Regions from separate parts of the Gossypium hirsutum genome. Here all the other regions are linked to region 3. The links are chromatin contacts, called in public Hi-C maps. All regions are on one chromosome and are shown on one strand. The core of a region is the stretch at or near the end of the contact, and the rest is flanking DNA. Distances in the headings are between cores, read along the strand shown. Region 1 holds the start of LOC107955712 (importin-4). Region 2 has its middle 27 kb from the start of LOC121230039. Region 3 has its middle 25 kb from the start of LOC107957210.

Region 1 (2,700 bases), core at 38-2,537, 200 kb after region 3:
AGAGCTGCTATCTAAAGAAAGCTGATACCTTGCAAGGTCCAGTTTCAGGCCAAAATGACACAAATAGGAAGACATGATTGACTACAACAGCATGCAAGCACAGATGTCCATTAAGGGAAGTTAATATGTCATGATAAACTAGATGAAGATCCTACAAATGGCTTCATGTCACAAGAAGTTTTCTTGGCCTATCAGAGCACCAAAAAATCTGTCATTCAATTTAAACTTAAACTTAAGATAACATGCATTATACCAGTCAAAGAACCCTTCATGCTAACTACTTTGTTACACTTTTATGAAATGCAGCAAATTGATATTTCTATTATTGTGCATAAAATATGCATTTTAACTCTTTTTCTACTGATAAGTATGATGAGCAAATAACATCATTTACTATAAGCTTGTACTAACTACTATTTCTTGGCTAGATTGCATTTGGTAAAGAAGCGCTTCAGATATCAATTTTGGCATAAATTGCATAATTGAACACATAAATATAAGACTTTCTTGATTACTTCCAAAATTCATGGATTTCTTGATCCTACTTAATAGTGAATTTTTTAGCAATGCAACAGAGTCAACTTTCCCGAAAACATAAATCAAAATATTACTTCTCTATGATCTTCCTGTGGACTTTGACTACACTGAAACAGAAACGGCAGCAGATCAGGCCATTCTCCAGCCGGAACAGCGTATTTCGCAACTATACTCACTACGTTCGCGCTGGCTCGCCTCACTGGTGGACTGTCAAAAATCAAGCCACCGAAAATCGAATTCAATTCCAATTGGAGATCAAAAGCAATAAAGAACTAATAAAAAAGTAAATTCCAATAATAAACCTATGTTCCATTGTGATGCTTTCAATGAGGGACTGCTTGACAAGTTGCTTAACCTGAGGAGCGAGCTTAGCCCAGTGTCCAGTGATCTTCTTCCTTAGGAGAACTGCGGCGAGTTGACGGACGTTGGGAGTCTTGGCAGTGCGAAGGTGCTGAACGAGAGCCGGAACGACTTGCGGATCCTTCGCCAGCCGCTTAATTTGATCCTCCGCTTGCCTCCTTGCATCGTTGTCTGGCATTAAGAATTGAATCAACAACAGTTCTAGGGATTGTGCCATCGTTGTCTCGCTTGAGTTTGAGTTGGAGGAATTGGAGATGGTAGAGAGGGAAATGGTAGTAAACCCTACTGCGGAGGCTCCTGCTGAATATGGTGAAGTGTTTTTGCTTCCCTTCTAAGTTTATATCCTTTGATGGGCTGAGCTGTTTTTGGGTCTTTAAAACGAGGGAATGTCATTCAGATTTTCTATTACGTATTTAAATACATTGAATATAATGTATTTAAATTTTTTGGGTAAATTGTTAAAATAGTCATTTTTGTTTGACTCAGGTTATAATTTAGTCATTTATATTTGAAATGTTACGTTTTAATCACTTATATTATCGTATTGTAACATTTTAGTCATTGAATTATTAATTTTTGTTAAATCATTATCTCAAATGAAAATATTAGGTTAAAATATATAATTGATCCTTATATTTTTCGTTTTAAGTAATTTAATTTTTCTTCTTTTATATTATTTTTTCTTTATTTTTTATTCACTTCTACTTCTAGAGAAAGTGGACACCAATAAGCTGATAGGTCAATGCCGGCACCAGCACAAAGGAGGAAGCCGTCATAGAGGGAGAGAGAAAACAACATGAGAAGGGAGAGGAGTAGAAGAGCTATCGCTGCTAAGATATATACTGGGCTGAGAGCTCAATGAAATTATAATCTACCCAAGCACTGTGATAACAATGAGGTCCTCAAAGCTCTTTGTGTTGAGGCTGGTTGGGTTGTTGAAAATGATGGCACCACTTATCGAAAGGTACCTAATTTACCCTTCTCTTCTTCTTTTCACTACTCACAAAAGGGTAGATTTGTTCAAACAAAATGCAACTCTTTTCCTTCTCTACTCATTTTGTTTTAGTTGTAATTTAGTTGGATCTGGTTCCCATACCAATTTTAATTAGTTTGGTTATGCTTTCTGGGTTTTTTTTACTTGATTTGCTTTATTTCTGTTTGGTTTGGCTTCTGTTTGATCGCTTGGAATATTGGAAAAATCAACAGAAAGTCATACATGAAAACAATAGTTCCCACTTAAAGACAATAACTGTTGGAACTGAAACTTTATTAATTGGACTGTGAACAAATTTTCTTGATCAGCTTTTGTTTTTCCTGTATAATCCTCTTGAGCATTAATGTGTTGATTAGTTTTGGTTTTTCATTGGATTTGTTGTTTAGGGATGTAAGCCACCTCCGATTGATATAGCAATCAATTTAGCTAAAATTACCCCATATTCTTCCCAAAATCCTAGTCCTTTATCTTCTGCATTTCCAAGTACAATTCCTTCATGTCAAGTCAGTCCTTCCTCCATTTCCTTCCCCATTCCCACTAGGGCTGCTGCAAATAATTCGTCTAGTCTCATTCCGTTCTTTCGAAGCACCATTCCTTCGTCTCTTCCTCCTCTCGGAATCTCTAATAGTGCCCTTGTGACACCACCACTTTCTTCTCCAACCTTCAAAAATTTTAGGTAACAAGTAGAAAAGAATGGAAAATAAAGAAAAAAAAAGGAAAACTAAAAGAACATAAAAGAAAAAATTAAATTGCTCAAAACAAAAAAAGGACCAATCGCATAATTTAACCTAAAATTTTCGTTTGAAATG
Region 2 (2,700 bases), core at 118-2,617, 200 kb before region 3:
ATAGATAAGACGAAGGTATCAGGATTGGAGACAATAATAACAGACAAGTGGGTGGTTTTTTATGACAATTTAAACGTCAATGGAATTAAAAGCATCAACACCGTTGCTGAAGAAACCGCAGGTAAAGATCTAAATCTTATACCCTTTGATCATTATGAAATTCCCGATTTAATCACTTTCTAGCCATCAGTGCTGCTTTAGCAACAATTCTTTCATTCTTTTTGATACATAAATATATAAAACAAGAAAATTCATCAGATTGAGTTTATGAATCAACTGCCTTCTTATTCTATTTCCTTTCCTTATCAATCTATTTATTCATCTATATATATTTTCCATGGACATATATGCGTGAAGTTTGATTTTATGTTTAAGTGAATACGGTGGGAAGTGATGACTAAACTCATATTGGCTATTGCTTTGGTTCCGGCTATACCAATTTAAGAGTCGGGTTATTTAATTTTATAGTTCATACAAATTAGGTTTTAGACAAAATATTTTTAAATTTGTGAAGACTTGATTTTGATTTAAGCTTAGGTAAATATATATATATATATTATAGCCTAACATTTTAAGGATTGTTCATATAAGAATTAAACTTTTTAACATGGTTATGGCTTAAACTTACAAAAGTGTTTGAATAAAGGTTTCTCATTCATTTTAGTATAGTTTGTCGTTAAAATTAGGTGGATGTTGATGTGTTTAGCATAAAACATATGACAATTGAATAAGTTATTGCTTGAAAAGAAAAGAAGAATAACACAAAATTTAAAACTTGATATATGAAATTTGAGAAACTCTTATTTAAGCATTTTCAAAAAAAGTTTGGTCATTTGAGTATTTTAAAAAAAGTTTGACCATTATTTGACCATTTTAGAAATTTTAACATTTATTTTAACATTTTTATAAATGCTAATCTCTTATATAATCATTTTGAAATTTTTAATCTTTATATAAATAAGTGTTAGACCCCATTTTAGGCTTTTAATAAAGAAAAAGAATTCAATTACGATCCATCCTAGTGCAGAGACAGATCCCAATATTACTTTTTATAAGAGAAAAGGGATAAAATTGTGTAAGTTTTAAAACGGAAATTAAATAACAACTAAAGACCTAATATCAACCTAAGTTATTTGTGGACACCTACCTCCCAACATCTCTTTCTTCTTTCTATCGTTTCTTTAATTTTTCTCAAAAAGAAAAGTTAAGATCTTCATTCCGGGGGGAAGGAGGAGGAGCTAAGCCCAAATAATTAAGAAAGGAAAACTGCCCGGCTAGCCCACGGGTCCGTTGATGGATGATTAGGGGTGCATTGGACTCGACCTAGTTTACTTGATGCTCCTTGTCTACTATAAATTTGGGTCTAACCCCATTTATCATTGTATGTCATATGTAATACGGAAGGCCGTATTCAACTTGATTAAGAAATATGCAAATGGTGTGGACATTAAAAGTTGCAACTTGTAAGAAAGTTTAAAAAACTCCATGAAAGGATATTTTCTTGGAAACTCAACTTGATTAAGACTTTAAGTCCCCCACAATATACCACAAGTTGTGGATAGGCTACAAGAAAAGTTCCTGTTTGGTTTCCATCAAAATCCATTGATGACAACTTAGCTACTCGTTCTGTCTAAGTTTACAATAATTCATGGACTCCGACATGTTCTTTTCCGACATTAACAAGCATTAAGGTTAGAGAACCTCCATTCTCTAAAATTCCATGCACGTTTTACTTGTTTGAATATCCGAGACCAAAGGAATATTTGCAGCTATATATTTTCTTTATTGCGATTTCTTAATTATAGTTTTGGAATAAATGAAATATTTGCACATATACTACAATTCAAACATCAACTCACTCAATGTCATATTTTAAAAATTACTCAATAAACTAACTTGTTTAAATCCCAAGTTCATGAAACCTAAATTTTAGCATGAAGGCCTAGACAACACAAGGGGTTTGATTCTCTATCCAAAAGATGGATTTTGTTAGTAATTTTGATTGTCTGTTTCATATAATTGATCCACTGCCTATTTGAACAGTAGTTAGAACAAGAATAAGTGTTTATATTTTTGTTGGCACTTTTTACTTATATAATTTATGTAATTATTTCATAAAGTGTACTATTAAGTTAATTATCCAAAAAATGTAGGTAATGTCGTTTGTAAAAGGGAATAGATACGATGGAGTATAATATTATCCTGTGGATAAATTTCTTGAAGAGAAATGAAGAAGTTTAAAAAAGGATGGATTCTATTCTTATCACAAGAAGAACCTAAAGCTATTGGAGATATATTTTTACAAGATTACTTTTAAGTTATTATTGATAATTTGTGACATCCCACACTCAACCCGATCACTAGATCCTAGTGTGAGAGGTCACATTTCGTTGCCAAAGAAACTTTGATTAACTCGATGCAATTTCAAAATGTTTACCATGTAATTATCATATATTCCAAAATAATCTTCATTCATATTCATATATATACATTTTAGATGTTATTCGACTTTGTTTAACACGTCAAAGGGTTTCTTAGGGTCAAAAATGGAATCAGGACTCGTATCCAAACTCAATTTATCAAAATTCATCTAAATGTCTTGAGACATGTTGTCCATCTCTTAGGACCAGCTTCCTCTATTTCAAACCCCTAGCTTCGATGCTTCTTGTCAAGGGGTCCTTTTCTCGAGATAATAGCACT
Region 3 (2,700 bases), core at 179-2,678:
TAAAATGGGCCTGTCGAACCTTCTCGATTACACGCTTTATTGATAAAAAAATTAGAAAATGAAGATCAATGGCATTTCCTCCCTCTGACTACATTCAATTAAATAGGCTATTGTGACCCACCATGAAAAACTAGATAATTGTCCTGGGGCTATCCTGTATTCATCGAGAAGATGTACGAAGAAGGGGTGGAGTGGTAGATGAAAACCTGTTTCTAACATGTGGAATGAAAGTAGAAAACTCCTGTCGATGGTGTCACTTAATCGGTTTGACCCTTCAATGATTGAGAAATCGTAGGCAAAATTGGGTATTTGAATTCCCCGGGCAACCAAAACACAGCTCATTTCTTCCTCTTTGGTGGTACAAACATAAGCTTTTGCCTCCACTGGAGCATTTACTTCACGGCATTGTGAAGAGACACCTTGAATAATACGACCACTTCCTCTCGCCCTAACCATTGTTCCCGAATAAACTTAGAAAACCTACAAAAGCAAGTGGGAAATTTCAAGAATTTTACTCTGAAACGCGATTATTCTTATCGAAAGCAATCCTTCTTAAAATTTCAAGTTCAAATGGTTAGATTTTTAGGTTCAGGTAACCTTCTTTTAAAATAGTTTTGCACTTTAACGATTCATGTATCCGAGAATAATTGCACAATCAGTTGTATACAACTTTACCACTCCCCAACACGTGGTGAAGTGTATGTGACATTTAAAGTAAAAACGTACTCGATAAACTCATTCTTCAACAATCTCTCGCCAAGTGAAGTCAAGTTCTCCGAAGAGTCACTTTGTAACTCTTCTTTGAACTAGGTGGGGGACAAATTGTTATGATACTTGCTAGTGCCGACCTACTACCTGGTTCCTCAATTGGGTCCTGACCCATACTCTTCGTGGTTTGTACTTTGCGTCCGCATGTCGGGTGTTCACATACTCTATGAGACCGCACGATGTGGGTTTGTACCACCATATAGGCAAACCGCTATCAAGAAAACACATCTTAAACCTAGAGTAGGGTATGTGTTGACATGCATGGGGACCTACCTATGACGTCATGTTCATAAATAGTAATTATATCATATAAACACACAATTTAACATTTTTGAAAAGGACATATACTCAAAAACACTCCAACAATTTCAATTTTTATTAGTCTTAAATTTTAATGAAAACTCAATATAAAGATATTTAGGCTTTAAATGCTTTTGGAAAGAAAAGAAATAACTAGAAATTAATTTAAAATAAATTAGACTTTTTGAAATGAAAATTTGGTTAAAGAACCCCAATTAGAGAGTCCATTAAGGGTTTTATGTTTAGCTAAATAGTCTAAAATAAGTCCATTTAAAAGCCAGTTTTCGGTCCAATTGGAGAGTCCAAATACAATATCTAAAGTCAGTCCCAATATCAATATAATCTAAGGTCAAATTTAGCCCATTTTATGGTTTAGTTGTAGCCCAATTTCAAAAGCCCATCCGGGGTCGTTTTTTAGCCCAACAGTGAAGTCCATTTGATACCATTTTTATTATGGTTTTGAACCCTTTGGAATCATTGCCGCTGCTTATTAAGCATTTTTTTTCTATATACTAATTTTTATTGCATGAAATGTCTAGTTAATTATATTTATTAATAAAAGTATATTAATAAAAGCAGGAGAGAACGTGAATCCTAACTTAGGCTCTAGCAATTCTTTTTCTGCTCTTCTTTCACAAATGAAAAAGGTGGAATTTACTAAGATGGAGGATTTTTCCCATGACGATGATTTTATCAACTTTGATACAACTTTGATAGCTATTGTATCAGGAATTAGCAATGGTTGTACAGAGGAACTTTTGAATAAACCAGAGGTTGAACTGCGGCATCGATTCAAGGGAAATTATGATTTTGTGATTGCCTAGGTAAAATTTTCATTAAAGCTATGTTCTTTCCACTGAGTTGATCGATATGGATAAATGAAATCTCTTCCTCAATCCTCCTATCTTTGGCATTACCCCATGAAACCTTGATGGTCTAAAACAGGTTCTACGCATGGATATTTAAATTGAAAATTATGTTTTTTTGAAGGTTAATTGTATGTACACAACTTCTGATGACATTTTTTTTTAAATTTATGGAGTACAGTTCACAAATCTCTTGTTTGCTCTGGTTCATACGTTGCCTACACATTAACTTAAAGATGAGGAATGACAGTGAGGAATATTTATTGTTAAATTAATTACAATGAAATGAGTTGGCTTGTTGCAGAAAAGTCAGATGGCAAATTATATCTCTTCACCCTCTGCAAACCTTACTAGAAAAGTTGAAAAGATCATAGAAGATATGCCATTTTCTCAGTAGCCAACTATCTTTCCATCGTAGTAGGAAAAGCAAAAAGATTTTCATTTACATGTATAAATTTTCTCTCTTCTTAATAAACATCGGTTTTTGTTCTACTTTATGATGCTAACTTTTTATGTCTTCTATTGTTAGCATTATTGATGTTCTATTTTATACCTTATTATATCTTAAATTGTATGTAGAGCTTTCTTTTAACAAGGTTTGTACCTCTTGCTAGGCAATGTCTGAACTTCAGTACCCAATACACGCGAACTTCAGTGCTGCTATATCTGGGAAGAAGGGCATAATATATGAGAGTGTTCTTTCAAAGTTCAAGGAGCTAGTATTGATGTGTGAAGGAGCTAATGAGAAGCACAGAGCTGATCAGCT

Evidence for each region. A called contact is a pair of places that touch in the nucleus more often than the background predicts.
Region 1: a contact with region 3 is called in a Hi-C map of leaf, with 2.6 times the contacts expected there. The contact joins the promoter of LOC107955712 here to the enhancer-like site in region 3. A contact is called at or near these places in 11 of 34 Hi-C or Micro-C datasets (callus, hypocotyl, leaf and 2 more).
Region 2: a Hi-C map of leaf shows a contact between it and region 3, with 3 times the contacts expected there. The contact joins two enhancer-like sites. A contact is called at or near these places in 2 of 34 Hi-C or Micro-C datasets (both in leaf).

Annotation. Positions count from the first base shown.
Region 1 is chrA05:47,794,281-47,796,980 of Gossypium_hirsutum_v2.1, forward strand. It overlaps LOC107955712 (importin-4), which reads right to left and starts at 1,288. Exons shown (of 21, transcript XM_016891511.2): 1 at 840-1,288; 2 at 612-744. The coding sequence starts at 1,114. It overlaps LOC121229171 (a long non-coding RNA gene), which reads left to right and starts at 1,569. Exons shown (of 2, transcript XR_005926817.1): 1 at 1,569-1,861.
Region 2 is chrA05:47,391,759-47,394,458 of Gossypium_hirsutum_v2.1, forward strand. No RefSeq gene overlaps it. Among protein-coding and RNA genes, the nearest start is that of LOC121230039, 27 kb to the left of the region's middle. Within about 2 kb of position 1,368, at least 1 of the 9 cell types and tissues checked has an H3K27ac peak or open chromatin away from gene starts, as enhancers often do. A contact at or near this core is called in leaf, where this site is marked.
Region 3 is chrA05:47,595,378-47,598,077 of Gossypium_hirsutum_v2.1, forward strand. It overlaps the pseudogene LOC107960515. Among protein-coding and RNA genes, the nearest start is that of LOC107957210, 25 kb to the left of the region's middle. Within about 2 kb of position 1,429, at least 2 of the 9 cell types and tissues checked have an H3K27ac peak or open chromatin away from gene starts, as enhancers often do. A contact at or near this core is called in leaf, where this site is marked.